Regions from separate parts of the Rattus norvegicus genome. Here region 1 is linked to region 2. The links are chromatin contacts, called in public Hi-C maps. All regions are on one chromosome and are shown on one strand. Each heading gives the region's core, a stretch centred on a gene start, on an enhancer-like site or on the middle of the called end of the contact. The rest is flanking DNA. Distances are from core to core; before and after follow the strand shown.

Region 1 (6,973 bases), core at 1,229-3,728, 140 kb after region 2:
ATCTATAGGCACCACCATAGACTAGATCCATCCCACAAAGCACGCTGCTAACCTGACGCACATTGCTCTCTACATGTGCTATTGGTGACAAGAGCCCAGCTAGAGCAGCAGCGTCTGACTCGTGTTGACTCCCACCTCGTATTCCTGTCGTCTGTACGCCAGGTCCCCTCTGAATTTCTTGAGAGTGAGAACTTCAATATCGTTGCTACTTTCCGTCTCTTCATAAAACCACTAGAAATCAAGAAGATAGCATTTACGGTGGAGAGTGAAGGTATGCTCTTCCACATCATGGTCAAAGGCACTTTCCCATGATGCACCCTTCTAAACGTCAAGGACACACGTCATCAGGATGAGACTCAAGGCAAAGCGGAATGGCTACATTTTGTTTTTTAAAACAGTGTCTCATTGCACACCCTCCAAGTGCTGAGACTACAGACCCGTGTGGTCACATCAGACTAATTGATACATGTTTGAATGTGCAGTAAATGTGTGTGCGCCTGTGCCTGTGTGACGTGAGGGCCAGAGATCAACGCCAGCTGTCTCTATCAGCCGCCATCTTGTTTTCTAAGACATGGTCTCTCACTGAAACTGAAGCTTACCAGAACGGCTACCTGCAAGCTCCCAGCTACCCAGGTTTTACATGAGTGCTAGGAGTCTGAACTCAGGTCCTCATGCTGGGCACCAAGCATTTCACCCACTGAGCCACTGCCCCAGCCACCAAGGACAACCTTAACGATGGCCCAGATTTTTAAAAAAAACATTTTAGGGGTTGGGGATTTAGCTCAGTGGTAGAGCACTTGCCTAGCAAGCGCAAGGCCCTGGGTTCGGTCCCCAGCTCCGAAAAAAAGAATAAAAAAAATTTTTTTAAAAATACAATGTATGTAGGCACATCCATGCTACTGTGCACATGTGGAAGTCAGACCATAAACTGCTGGTTGGTTCTCTCCTTCTACCCTTTCGGTTCTGGTGACAGAACACAGGTCATCAAACTCTGCCGCAGGTGACTTTGCCTGCTGAACCATCTCTGATGGACCACTTTTATTAAAATGATCACAATTAGTCAGTGAGATGGCTCGGTGGGTAAAGGCACCTGTCACTAAGTTGGACAACCTGACTTTGCTCTATGGGCCCCGTGTGGCGGAAGGAAAGAATCAACACCTGCAATTTGTCCCCATGACACAGTGTCATGGCTCTTACCAACACACACACATAAATGAATGTGTTTTTTAAAAAAAAATTGTAATGATCATAAGTAAAAACATGTCAATAACAAATTTGTTTAAACAAAAATAAAAGCACCCGTCTTCAACCACAGCGAAGTTACTGGAAATGAGAGTCACCTGATGCAGTTCCAGTGCCTCTGAGGCGATATCTGCTTTCTTTTAGAGCAATTGGGAGTGAAGAGGGACTGACAATGCTATGCACAAGATGTAGGAGTCTGTGATCATGGCGATGGTGCTACTGTGAGAATGCTACAAAGGCACACAGAGCACACAGAGCACACAGAGCACAGGAAATTTTAACTGGAGGCAGGCTTCTGTGCATCCCAGACAAAGATTTGGAGGATCTGAAGGAAGGCTTCCCTCTTCTGACTTAAACCCGCTGGACATAAAGTGAGATTGAGATATAACTATCAAGAAAGAATACAAAAAAAAGGATGAAAAGTTTTCTGCATGCCCGTTTCCAGCCCCAAAGAACCATCTCCTACTCTTTTTTTCAATAAAACCTGCTGTGGCTGAAGAAAGTCTCTCTAAATTCGGCGGACTCAGTCCATTTAACATTGTAATGGCCTGACTGTATTTTGAGAAACAGACTTCACTGAGTATCAAGGCTCTTCCCACGCTTGCTAAGTTAATATCTCTCCTTCTGAGCCATAACAGTAGGGAAAATTATTCTATTCTTCAAACACGTGTCACTCAAGACGAGGTATCTGAGCCATCGTTAGGTTCGGCACTCTGCAACCAACTAGTCACATAACTAGCCATCCCAACGTCTTAACAATAACATATAAACATCTATTCAGTTTTCATTATCTAACTAGGAAATGATGAAACAAAATTAGCTTGAAACCATTTTATTCTTCTAGGCAGCCAACAGGCCTGCAAGGATGCTACTGTGGACTTCTGCAGGGCTGGGGGCAGCGGCGGGGTTTATTATACTAGCCCCGGCCGGCCTGCAGGAGAGACAACCGGAGGCTCGAAGAGTGAGGTGGCTTGCTAGCCTCAGACTGCAGGGCGGCTGGAAAGTGACAGTGGCGGACCTTGCTGCAGCCGGTTCGGGTGAGGAGTGGCAAGAGGACAGCCGTCTCACCTGCGGCTCGCAGAGCTTGGCGCCATAGGAGGAGGGCGGCTCAGGCTGGCGCTCCGGCTTCTGCTCGAACACCGAATCCTCAAATTCGCCGCCCAGCACCCAGCATCCGGTCTCCATCGCGCGAGCGTGAAACCGGGCCTCGAAACGAGGCTATGCCTAGAGCGACGCCCATCACCCAGCCTCCAAACCGCGCGACGGCAGCCAGGCACCGAGACTAAGTAGAGTCTAGAGCGGCACCGGCGCGCGACCAACACGGAAGCGGTGCGTTGTCTGCCGGAGCGTTGCATTCTGGGAGTGGTAGTCTTTCAGCGGCTGCGCAAACTGGATTTCGTGATGGATCAGAAATTCTTACTTGACTCCAGGGCCACCTGAACCTCCCAACAAAGGTTTTGACTTCTCTGTGTCAGAAGCTGGATAGAGTACTTTTTCCCTGAATACCTCGAAAAGTCGGGGTCTGTGGGGTTAACTTCGTAAGTACCAGTCCACTGACAGTATTCTCATCCCCATTTTATTTTGCATTTTACTTCTTCATTTTCTTTCCCAATAATAACTGCGAGAAGAGCACAGTTATTCCTGTTTTATAAAATTGTGCTTGAAGAAGTGGGGTAACTTGTTCAAAAGCCCAGAGTCTCTGAAGAAGAGACCAGAACTATTTATGCATTTATAAAAAAAACTAGACGTAGAAATTTAAAGGCTTAATCAAGACTAGCAGAATAATTTTGAGACTTTTCAAGTAATGTTTTAACTCTAGAAAGTAAAGGTCATGGACAAAACACTGGCTTTGTTATACAGCACTAATTAGAAGCTGGTAATTAAGCTTTTCATTTTTCCTCACACTTGCTCCTCTTCCACCAGTTGTTTCTTGGGTTTTTTCTTCTGCTCTATTTTCTACTCTACGATTCATACAGGGCAACCTAAACCACCTCCCCACGTTTCAAAATTTATCTGCTCATGACTCACTCACAAAATGTGGAACCTAGCTGTGGATTAAGTAGCCTCACTGGAAGACACCAGCCTGGGAGCCTCCAGGCAGTAGCTGTTGTGGGATTCACCCAGGGGAAGTCCATTTTTAATATTTGGGGGTTTTGTTTTGTCATCAGAAATGCAATACTTATTGAAAAAATTAGGATATTATAGAAAAGTATAAAAAATCCATGCTATCACCAAGAAAAAATTATGTCCTAAGAAGGAATATATTTGCCCTAATTCCAGTACGCTCTGTCTTAGCAGGCAGCAGCACAGCACAGTACTGAAGGACTGCGAGAGCCACACGCATCTGGCTTTGTGATCCTTGGTTCACTAGCTGTGCAACCCAGTATATGAGATGGGTATTGATTAAAATAAGGCACATGAAGCTTGCAAGGTGAAGGGGGCAACGTGGGGCTATTCAAAATCAGCTCCGGGAGCAGAGTAAGAGCAGAGCAAAGGCAGGCAAGGGGGAGGACTTCTAGCTTTTTCTTTATGAAAGATATTTGGTCCCCGAATTTCCTCCCTCCTGCTCTGAGGCCTGCTAGCTCTAGCCTCCTGCCTGACAGCTGAGCTGGAGCATGTGCTAAAATGGCAGCAGGTTGTTTTAGCGCTGCATGTGGGTAAGTGGGCGTTCTTTGCCCTTTGGACTCAAGATTCCTGGGCTCGGTCGTTTCCAACCTTTTGCCAAAAGAGCCTCCTTGCTTACTTTACTCCCACAATCATGGCGTATTTGTCTACAAAGAGAAATTATTGAGTAATAATTGCTTCCCTTTCGTTTGAAAAGTTGAGCCTAAATCTTACATAACAACCAAGCCAGGCTTGTCCCCAGCTTGCGTCTAACAGCATTGCCTCCTGTGCTAGAACTCCAGCTGAAAGTGAGAATGTAGCTATTAGGACCCCAGGAAGCATGATGGATAGCAAACTGTAGTTAGAATTAGGACCTTTAAAAAAATCCCCTATTGCAGTTGAGGGCCTGGGAATCAGAGCGGCAAAGCACAGCCTCACTTAATAAGCCTCAAGACCGTAAACCAATAAAGTGAGAGGGCTTTAGACACTGAAACAGTTAAATTTACTCTGTAAGCGTAGAAATTACAGGTATTAGGGCAGTGGTTCTCACTTGCCTGATGCTGAAGCCCTTTAATACATTTCCTCATGCTGTGGCGACCCCAATCATAAAATTATTAATATAATTTTGCTACTGTTATGAACTGTAATGTAAATATTTTTGGAGATACAGATTTGCCAAAGGTTGTTACCCACAGGTTGAGAACCACTGTGTTAAAAGGATTTCTGCAACTATCAAACTGAGTGGTTGTGATTTTTAAATGGTTGCGATTTTTAAAAATCTGTTTCTATAGCTCGAAAGCTATAAAAATCATAATTTTTATTGAGGTGCCCATTTGAGTTGCCCATCACAAGGCAGCAGCCACCTTCTCAGGCAACATTTCTTGCTGCTGCTCCCCCATTGTGACATTCCCACACACTGTAGACAGCGGTAAGGAGGTTAGAGACTGTCTTCTTCAGGCGTGTAAACCTAGCTCCCAGATAGGCCTTGGCCAGAGCAGCTTAATCAATGCCTGTTCAATGGATGGGTGATTGTAAAGGACTGGCATCCAGAAAGGTAAGCAGAGTACTTTCCAGCCATGGCTCGCACATTGGTGTCCTGCCTGTGATCTGGGGACAGTAGAGCCAATGTAGCCAATGTTTCCCTGTGAAAGTGTCTCCCCAGGGGAGACCATGAGCCTACCCTCCCTGCAGCCCATGACCTTAAATGAACCCTGCTCCCTAGCCAGTCTGCCCTCAGTTTCTCCCTCCTCTTTTTTTTTTTTTTTTTTTTTGGTTCTTCTTTTCGGAGCTGGGGACCGAACCCAGGGCCTTGAGCTTCCTAGGTAAGCGCTCTACCACTGAGCTAAATCCCCAGCCCCTCTCCCTCCTCTTGTAATCCCCCTTGTCCTGACCAAGTACCACTTATCAGGAAGCCACCATATCCCCCGTGTCTTTTATCTATCTGACTGAGTCCCAGAATTCTTTGCTTTTTTTTTTCTTTTTTTCGGCAGAATTCTTTGCTAACCTCCCCTCCCCTTAACCTGGTTCCCATGGCTCTAGGTTCACACACCACCATGTCCAGGACACTTTGCATTTCCAGAGGCTGGGGTTGAGGCTAAATATTTTTAGGGGTGTCTAATGTTCATGTGTCAGTCACAGTAGACCATGAGCTCATTTAAACCTGGACTGGGTCACTCACCTCTATGTGAGCAGTGTCTGGCATCCAGTCATCCCTGACTGCTGCTGAGTGAATTAATCTAAAATAGGCTTGCCACACCATATTCATTCGTGGATTCTCTGCCTCATTCTGTGTGTCTGAGGGCCAGTGCATGCAGCTCTGTGCTCATGTAGAGAACACACTAAAGTAGGGAAGACAGACGGTAAACATGGACACCATCGGGTTACTTAGTTACATATTTTGATACTGTGTTGCTGTCAAGGTTTGAACGTGAGATGTATCCCACAGCCCATCCTTTAAATGCTCAGTCCCCAGCTTGTCTGGGAGGCTCCAGAGCCTTTAGGAAGTTGGGACTGACTGGAGGAAGTAGTCCACTGAGGCAGGCCCCTCAACAGTGTATCTGCTTTAGATCCCTGCCCAACCTTTGCTCCCTGATCTCTTAAGATGTGAAAAAAGACTCCATATGTACAACAATGCCAAGCAACCAGAGCTTCCAGGGACTAAGCCCCTACCCAAAGACTATACATGGACTGACCCTGGACTCTGACCTCATAGGTAGCAATGAATATCCTAGTAAGAGCACCAGTGGAAGGGGAAGCCCTGGGTCCTGCTAAGACTGAACCCCCAGTGAACTAGACTGGTGGGGGGAGGGCGGCAATGGGGGGAGGGTTGGGAGGGGAACACCCATAAGGAAGGGGAGGGGGGAGGGGGATGTTTGCCCGGATACCGGGAAAGGGAATAACACTTGAAATGTATATAAGAAATACTCAAGTTAATAAAAAAAAAAAATAGAAAAAAAAAAAAGATGTGAAAAACACATCCAGCCCAACTCTCAGACATGTATGGTATAATGCTGCCCTTGCCACAACAAACTGAAATCCCTCTGGGACCATGAGCCCAAATAACATATTGCTCCCTTGTTACTTGTTCTGCTTCACAGTGACCAGAAAGTAACTCAGTGACCAGAAAGTAACTAACAAGCTGGATGGGCAATGCGGAGTTACTAATCTAAAAGTGCCCTCTGTCATCCATGAAACCAAGTGATTCTCCTTTGAGCTACCTTGTTGGCTCTATAGAGATGTATAAATATTTTTTCCACTTTTCCATCTTCTTTCTTTAAAATTAAAAAAATACATTGATCTATTTATCTGAGTGGGGAGCAAATGCCACAGTGCACACATATAGCAATCAGAAGACAACTTACATTGTTAGTTCCTCCTTCTACCTCATGGCTCAAACGCAGGTAATCTGGCTTAGTTGCCAATGCTTTAATCCAATAAGCTGTCTTGCTGGCTTTTCTGTATGTTTCTTTTGCTAAAATCTGTCCCTTCTACTCTGGCATGAGTGCTATCCCATTAGTAGTCATGAGTAATTTGCCAACATACATTTCTCATACTCTGCAGTTTTTAATAGTTGTTCATTGATTCAACTAAAATCTGTATTTATCTGCTTTAAGAAAAGTCCTGTTGT
Region 2 (7,785 bases), core at 1,468-3,967:
CCCCATGCACTCATGTTACCCAACATGCCACCGGGTACAAGGTTCACAACAGCACTCTGCCAAAATATATTTATTAACGCAATTATTTTATTAACACATAATTTATTAACACAACACTATACAATTCAAGCTAATCATGTTCTTACAACCAACTGTCTCTACTGGGATGCCTGGAAAACACCTCAAGATTTAACACTCGTCACAAAGCACACCATTAATTCACACTTCCTACCAAGCCCATGGCTCTCTAAGCTCTCTGAGCATTTCCACTCTTGGTAAATTTGTATGTCTCTGAGTCTTTACCCAGTACTCCCCAACACACTAACTCCCTCTTCCAAGTAGGCAGTCAACTTTCAGTGTTTTGTTCAAATCCTCCCAGGCTTCATTGGTGCCCTCAAAGAAAAGTTGGAAGGCAGAGTATTTGCCTAGCATGTGCAGTGCCCTAAACTTGATCCTTGGTGCTGTAAAAACTGTTAGCCTCTTACAAGGCCCTCGAGGATCCACTTGTGCTTTACAGCACAAACCCCGGGGTAACTCCCTGTCTTCATCTACCAGGCTTCCCACTTCAGTTGGCTCTCTACTTGATACCCAGTCTTCTCTCTATTCCCACTTTTTGCCTAGTTTTCCCAGTTTACTGGGAAATGTAAATCATTCTTCCTTTCTGAAAGATTGGGTCCAAAAGCCAGATTCAAAGACATTTTCAAGTGTCCTCTTAGATTTTTCAGGAACACTGGTACTTTAAATGCTGTCATTAGCAATGTGCCTCTCTGTTTGTCTCATAGGATCAGGACCTCTGTCCTATTCACTGCTGTAGACAAGTGCCCAGCACATAGCAAGCCCCCAATAATTTCTATGAACTCAAGCAATATATAAGCATCTGCTGTGTGCAGCACTATCTAGGCTCTCGATGGAAAGTGGACTAACAAATACCAACAGGTGACATGTAGCAGGAAAAAGGGAAGGGAAACAGTGAAGGAGGAACACTCTGGTGGACAGCAATCAGAGGTCTTCAAAGTAAATTGGCATTTGGGCAGAGACCTGAAAGACACAGATCTAAGTGAATGAGCCATGACTATCTTTTTCAGGAGAGAAATTACACGTGCAAAGGTCCTGGGGTCGACTTTGGTGCTTCGACAGCAAAGGACTTTACTCATCACGAGTCACAGATACTGGAGAATTCTCAAACACTGACAAGACATGATTTATGTTTTAACAGGATTGCTGCTCAGGGAGACCAAAAAAAGCAAAGCTGGCATAATAACAGCTTGCAGTGGAGAAAGGCCTGTATTCTGGATATACAGTTGAGGTAGAATCAATTGTCTAGAGAGATTCTAGGGTGGGAAAAAGAAGTCAAGGGGCTGTACATGGTGTGTATCTCAGTGGTAGAGCATTTGTGCTATGCTCTGGGTTTGAGTCCCAGCACTAAACAGTAAAACCAAAATAGAACTCAGGGATGTCTTTATGACTGCTAGGGTTAAACTCCTCTAGCAAACACAGTTGCTACTTACTTCTAAGGCAAAGATGAAAGGGAGATTTGATTGGATGTCTATGGTCACTAGGTGGTGATTTCCACCACCACACTAAAGATACTCCTGTGTCTGACAGTCTCCCATCCATGTATTTATGCCCCTCTGTGATAAAAGACCTAAGTCCAAAGGAGCGACAACAGAGGATCCTAAAACGGATTCCTAGAGCATGTCCCAACAAATAGGTCAGGAAAAGAAGAAATCAACAAAGGAGACAAGAAAACAATATCCGGTGGAGAGCAGAAAAGAGAACACCAAGAAATGTGGAAATCGAGATCTAATATTGGGATCTGAGTGTCCCCTGATTAAATTCTTATACCACACAATCGATAAAAATAACCTCTAGAAAATTAACATCCTTTGGCTTAGGAGGATAATTTTGACTGTTTTCCTGAATGCTTAAGAAAATTACCATCTCCCGTTTCCTGAGTAGTTTGCTCATTCACTGATAACATTAACTACCGTATGCCAGGTGATGGGATAGGGACCGCAGGAAATACAGATAAATTCATTCTTATTTATCTCTGACCTTAAACTTAAACCACTGTTTTAGGGCGGGAAGAGAAACTGTAAACATGCAAATAACCCATGCAGAAGCATGTCAAGTAGATACCACTGATTAAGATGGCATCACGACCCACGACGGGACAGAGGGAGGAGGACATTAAGGCAGGTGGGCCCAATCTGCCAACAGGACGGCAACTTACCTTCTCACTATTTCCTTCAAAGTGCGGAAGGCGGGAAGTACAATCTTGCCAGACAGGTCATGAGTCACGTCCCAGCAGGCCAATCCGCGACTCTAAATTATCCAAGCCTTAGCACTCGACCCCAGGACCTCCCGGGACCCTAAGGACCTCAGCCTTAAATCCCTGGAGCCGGATGCACTACAGATCCCACCAGTCCCAGCGCGCCCCATAGCCCGGAGAACCCGTTCCGCCGCCGCGGGGACAGCTGGGGGCTGTAGTCTCTACTGCCCAACGCCAGCTACTACCTGGAAGCGATAGAGGAAGGCTTCGGGCCAGAGGAAGAAGTAGGCCGGGCTGATAATACCGAGCTTGCCGATCAAGGGGACCGCGACGGTGGCAGCAAACCAGTAGCGCGTGATGGCCGGGATGCTCCTGAACCAGTCCCCGATGTCCGACATGGTCGCCCGTCAGGTGGACGGCTGCGCAGCGCCGCGCGTCCTCCCGTGCCCACCCCGCGCTTCGCGGCCGGCTGGGCCAGGGAAAGTGGAGGCGCAGGAGGCGGAGACCGACGGACGTGGCGCCACCGAATTCGGACGAGCTAGGTAGCGATCACAAGAGAAACTTCCCCTTCCGGTGGCCACGGGCCACGTGACCAGAAGTGCCCCCCGCGGCTTAAAGGGCCAGAGCTGTCTTTTGAAGCGCCGTACCCGGTCTCGACATCCTGGGGTGGGGCCAAGCAGGAGAGGCGGGACGACGACGCCTTCACGTCTAGTGGGAAACAGTGGTTGCCCAGAGCAACGGCCAGTACTGCCAGCAAATGGGGAAGCTACATGCTCTTCACCACGTTCTCGCCCGGGTTGTAATCTGAGTAGTGCCTCTTGAAGAGTATTTATTTAAAGGGAAAGGAGTCGGTAGTTTGGATAGTTCCTCATTTAGTCACATCAACAATTTGTTCACAACTTCAGGCAGGTTTCTAGACACTGGGGATGCAAGTGCGGCTGTCAGCATGGTCGTGGTACCTGGACTTTGCAGTCTCAAGGTAAACAGAAAAACAAATGAGAAATCAAGACAAATTTCAGAGGATACAGACGGTGGGGGGGGAAAGGACGGTTTGGGCAGGGAGGAAGGTAGAGTGACAGCGGAGAACTGGAAAATCTTGAGACCGCATTTAATACTGGACATAATCTGGTTCATTGGGGAGCTTTAAATTAGAAACCGATGAAGATGGTTGTTTTAAACAATCGATGGTAAGATAAATGATTTCACTAGAACTTCTGTTTTGGAACTACAGTTTAGGATCAGTAAAGCTGTCCGTAAAGAACACGGGTGTAAACTGACCTGTAGTGAACAAAGTGTTTGAACTTACTGCAATAAAAGAGATTGCTCAGCAAAGAAAACTGGACCCATTTCACTAAACAAAATCCAAAATCATTATTATTGGATGGTGGAAAGAGAGGAACTGTTGGCCAAACTAGAAGAGGCAGTGCATTGTAAACTCAGAGCAGAGGAGAGCTGATTACCATCAGGTCTGGACCTAAGAAAACAAACAGACTCAGTGTTCACATATCAGGGGAAAAAAAATTCCTCAAACTTAAAAAAATGTGGAATTGGGGATCTGAAAAAAATTATTATTTTACTTTGTAAAGGAATTGAAAGTCTTAGGTCCAAGTGGCCCACAGGATAGGGTCCACATGCATTTCCAGATAGTTTCTAGTATTCCATTATTTCAAAGGACTTTGGTCACTACCCTTTCGAGTCTTAAGAAATGCACATTTTACAGAATAGAAAAATACTAAATATTTCTCAGTTTAATGAGAGGATACAAAAGTTAGGGTCCGTAAGAATATCAAGTATAGAAAGTCTATAAGAAACATCTTCATACATAGCCAGGAGAGTTCAAATGGCCTCTTTCTATCCGCTGGCACTGACATTTTAACCAAGGTATGAGGAATAAGAAACTGGTTATCCACCATGGCTATGGAAAGTTCCACCCACGAGCTCAGCAATATGTGTGCAAAAGAAAAGAACAAAAAAAAATATCGTGAAGCCCAATCCAGACTGTGCTCCTAGATTCACAGAGCAAGTGGTCTGGATTGAGTGTTGGCATTAGAGACACTGTCCTTTATATTGTGACAAACCACTTCTTAGCAATACCATGCTGTGAAAGTCACTTCGCTTCTCTTTGGTGTCTTTGCCTTTAGAAGGAGCTGGGAACTGGGCTGCAGAAATGGCCTAGTTGGAAAAGCTCCTCAAGTTATGGCATCCACATAAAAGCCCAGGAAGGAGTCCAAGGTTGGTGTGGTGGGACAGGCCTGCAACCCCACACTCAGGAAGCTTGAGAGCAAGAGTTCCGGGCCACTCCGAACTGCATAGCAAGAGTCTGTCAAAAATGCAAAAGGATAAAAGAAGAGGAGGAGGAATAGGAGGAGGCAGAGGCTGGGGAGATGGCTCAGGAGTTAAGATCACTTTCTGCCCTGAAGAGGACTTGGGTCCTCTTCCCCTCACCCACATGGTAGCTCACAGACATCCATAATTTTGGTTCCAAAGGATCTGCTCCCACCTCAGTTCTGCAGGCACCAGGTACAGACACATACCATGCACATACATGTGTGCAGGCAAAGCACTCATGTACATAAAAATCATTTTTAAATGACTTTTTGAGACAAGGTTTCTCTATGTAGTCTTGGCTTTTCTGGAACTTGTTCTGTAGATCAGACTGGCCTCAAGCTCACAGAGGTCTGCCTACCTCTGCCTCCCAAGTGCTGAGATTAAAGGCATTGCACCATCATGCCTGGCTTAAATTTTTTTAAAGAAACAAAACTCCATTTCCTATCATTTCTCTCATACAAAAACTGAAATTAGAAAAAATTGGAGAGAGGCCAACAGTCTGGCTAGAGCTGAAGCTCTGTATTGTACTGCTCCCTGACGCTGACAGGCAGGGGGCTAGTGACTCAGAGAGTGTGTTACCACCGTCATCTAGGAGCACTGTCCTAGGGAGATGCCTGAAACTTGAAAGCATAGTTCTTTAAGCAGTTCGCAGCCTATGGAATTGTTGGCAATATGTAATTAATCCTGTGTCGACTGACAGGCCGGCCGGCCCCACCTTCCAAATGAAGATGCTATGGTAACAATCATGACAAATCACTGGCTTTCCCAGCAGAACCAGTCCTGTCTTTCAGTCACAGCTATGGGAACCGTCCAAACTTTGACACTCTAGGAGATAAAGAGACTGCCTCACAATGTACACAGTATTTATTTATTATTCTTGATGTCTTTGTAGTGTACACACATACTAACACATCCTTGTATGCATACATGCGTTATAAAGTCAGTCTGTTAAAAAGCAGTTCCATTCCTTCTTCTGTTCTGGGCTGTTTGTGTGGTGTGGACAATTCACTAAGCTGATTCACAAACACACACACACCCGGCACCCCCAAAAGATTCGTCTTACCTGGTGCCTACACTGAGTTTGCTTGAAGAGCCTACCAGGTTCTACACTTCCACTTTGCATATGTTATCTTGCTTAACATATTAATACCCATAGATGAGTACTGTAATTATGCAAACTGGAAAGCAGGGAGAGTCCTCAGAGTCACATCAAATGTTGAGATCACAGTTGTCACCAAATCCATAGAGTTGGGCAAAGCAACTCTCCCTCATAATTCCAGCCATTGAGAGGTTGAAGCAGAAGGATTCTGTGTGAGTTAGCCTGGGCTACAGGGTGAAAACGAACCTCAAAATCTAAAAGTGCCAAGTTTGATAGTCTGGGTTGGATATCTGGAACCCCATACACTAGAAGTAGAGAATACCTACCTACCTGTTGTCTTTTGGCACTGTTTGTCACATGTGTGTCATGGCAGACACACACACACACACACACACACACACACACACACACACACACACACACACACGTGTGTACTCATTGACAGACACATACGCACACATGCAAACACAAATTTTTAAGAATTAAATACAAAATTGAAAAATCCACTTAAATCTGGCTACAGAGCCCTTTTTCTGTTTTGTCATGACTGTGCCTTGCCTGTGTGACAAATGGAAAGACTATAAAGTCCAAAGCCTCTGGTGAGTACCAGTTGGGTTCTGCTTGGCAAAAGGAGAACAGGAGGCATTCAGTGTTTAACAGATGCATAGGCCAGACCGCCTGAACAAAGGAGTGTATGTAGAAAGTATTGGGAAGAAAGTAATTTCTAAGCTAAGTCTGGCAGTACACGCTGTAATTCCAGTCCTCAGGATGCTGAGACAGGAGGATCACAAGTGTGAGGACAGCCTGGGTTATATAGTGAAACTCTGTCTCAAAGGGAGGGGAAGAAAAAAAGTAGGGCATGTTGGTGTAAGTGTTTAATCACAGCACTAAGAGGCAGAGAATTCTCTGCGAATTTGAAGTCAGCCAGGTTTGTGTATCAGGTTCCAGACCAGACAGGGCTGCACAGTAAGACCCTGTTTCAAAGAAGAAGAAAAAACAAACAAGAAAAACAAAAGCAAACAGAAAACAAGCTTAACATTTGACTTAAACAATTCCTACAAATACAAAGAATCAAAATAACATCAATTCAAGCAATAATTACAGATATTTAACGACCCATAGCTTACATTCAGAAATAGAGCAAGATTCCTCTCTAAAAGGGACATTTAGTGGGGTGATGAATAAGAGCTGGATGACTGCCAATTATGATGTACCTGTTCTAACTGCTTAAATCTATGCCAAGAAGTGAAGCTTTTTGCAGTAGCACAAAAAAAAAAAAAAAATAGAGCAAGAATTACCAGTACTCTTCTGGTATGTACTGGGAAAGTTCTATGTGTATTGGAAGTGACTTCTGTCTGAATCAAAAACTGTTTAAATGTGAGGTGGATTTGAATGCAGAGGGCTCTTTTCTATGGGCCTTGAATTTATTAATTATGATATGGAGGTTCTATTGGAATTAAGATACAAAGCCCTTTGAAACGACATAAAGAAGCCCTTCAGGTGGAAGTTGGAAACACATTTGGAGAAGGAAGCATTGGAAAGAGCCCTGACCTTTGCACAGACTTGGTTGGTGTCTCTTCCCACCATCACCAAGAAACAGCAAAATGGAAGCAAGAGTGTGCTTTTTTGTTGTTTAAAATGATAGGGGTGAGAGAATTTGTTTGGAGTGTATTTAGAATTCCAATGCTCGAGAAGCTGTAGCAGACGAGCCTGGACTACATTGTGAGACCCCACCTCAAAAAAAATGATAAGGGAAGATGTTTATTGGGAAGTATTAAAAGAAGGTTTGGCAGAGGAGGAGAATTTCCAAGAAGAGAGGAATAGCAAAATTTGTATTATCATGTGGGTAACTGTGTGTGCGTGTGTGTGTGTGTGTGTGTGTGTGTGTGTGTGTGTGTGTGTGTGTGTGTTTGTCTCTATGTATTTATCTGTGTGTATCTGTATCTCTGTATGTGTATGTATCTATCTGTGTATGTGTGTGTCTCTGTGTGTGTGTGTTTATCTCTGTGTGTTTATCTCTGTATGATCTGAGACTATTTTCCAAACTTTGAAACTTATCTCCCAATGCTATGAATGGCTCTATAAT

Evidence for each region. Hi-C and Micro-C count contacts between places; a contact is called where the count stands out from the background.
Region 1: a contact with region 2 is called in a Hi-C map of prefrontal cortex, with 2.0 times the contacts expected there. The contact joins the promoter of C7h8orf76 here to the promoter of Derl1 in region 2. A contact is called at or near these places in 6 of 12 Hi-C or Micro-C datasets (the Rat2 cell line, Schwann cells, liver and 3 more) and 1 of 1 datasets of contacts at active chromatin or transcription factors (oligodendrocytes).

What each region holds. Positions count from the first base shown.
Region 1 is chr7:91,456,806-91,463,778 of GRCr8, forward strand. C7h8orf76 (similar to human chromosome 8 open reading frame 76) reads right to left here and starts at 2,479. Exons shown (of 6, transcript NM_001025007.1): 1 at 2,311-2,479; 2 at 136-231. The coding sequence starts at 2,427.
Region 2 is chr7:91,313,922-91,321,706 of GRCr8, forward strand. Derl1 (derlin 1) reads right to left here and starts at 2,718. Exons shown (of 8, transcript NM_001014202.1): 1 at 2,518-2,718. The coding sequence starts at 2,670. It also overlaps a transcript of Tbc1d31 not described here.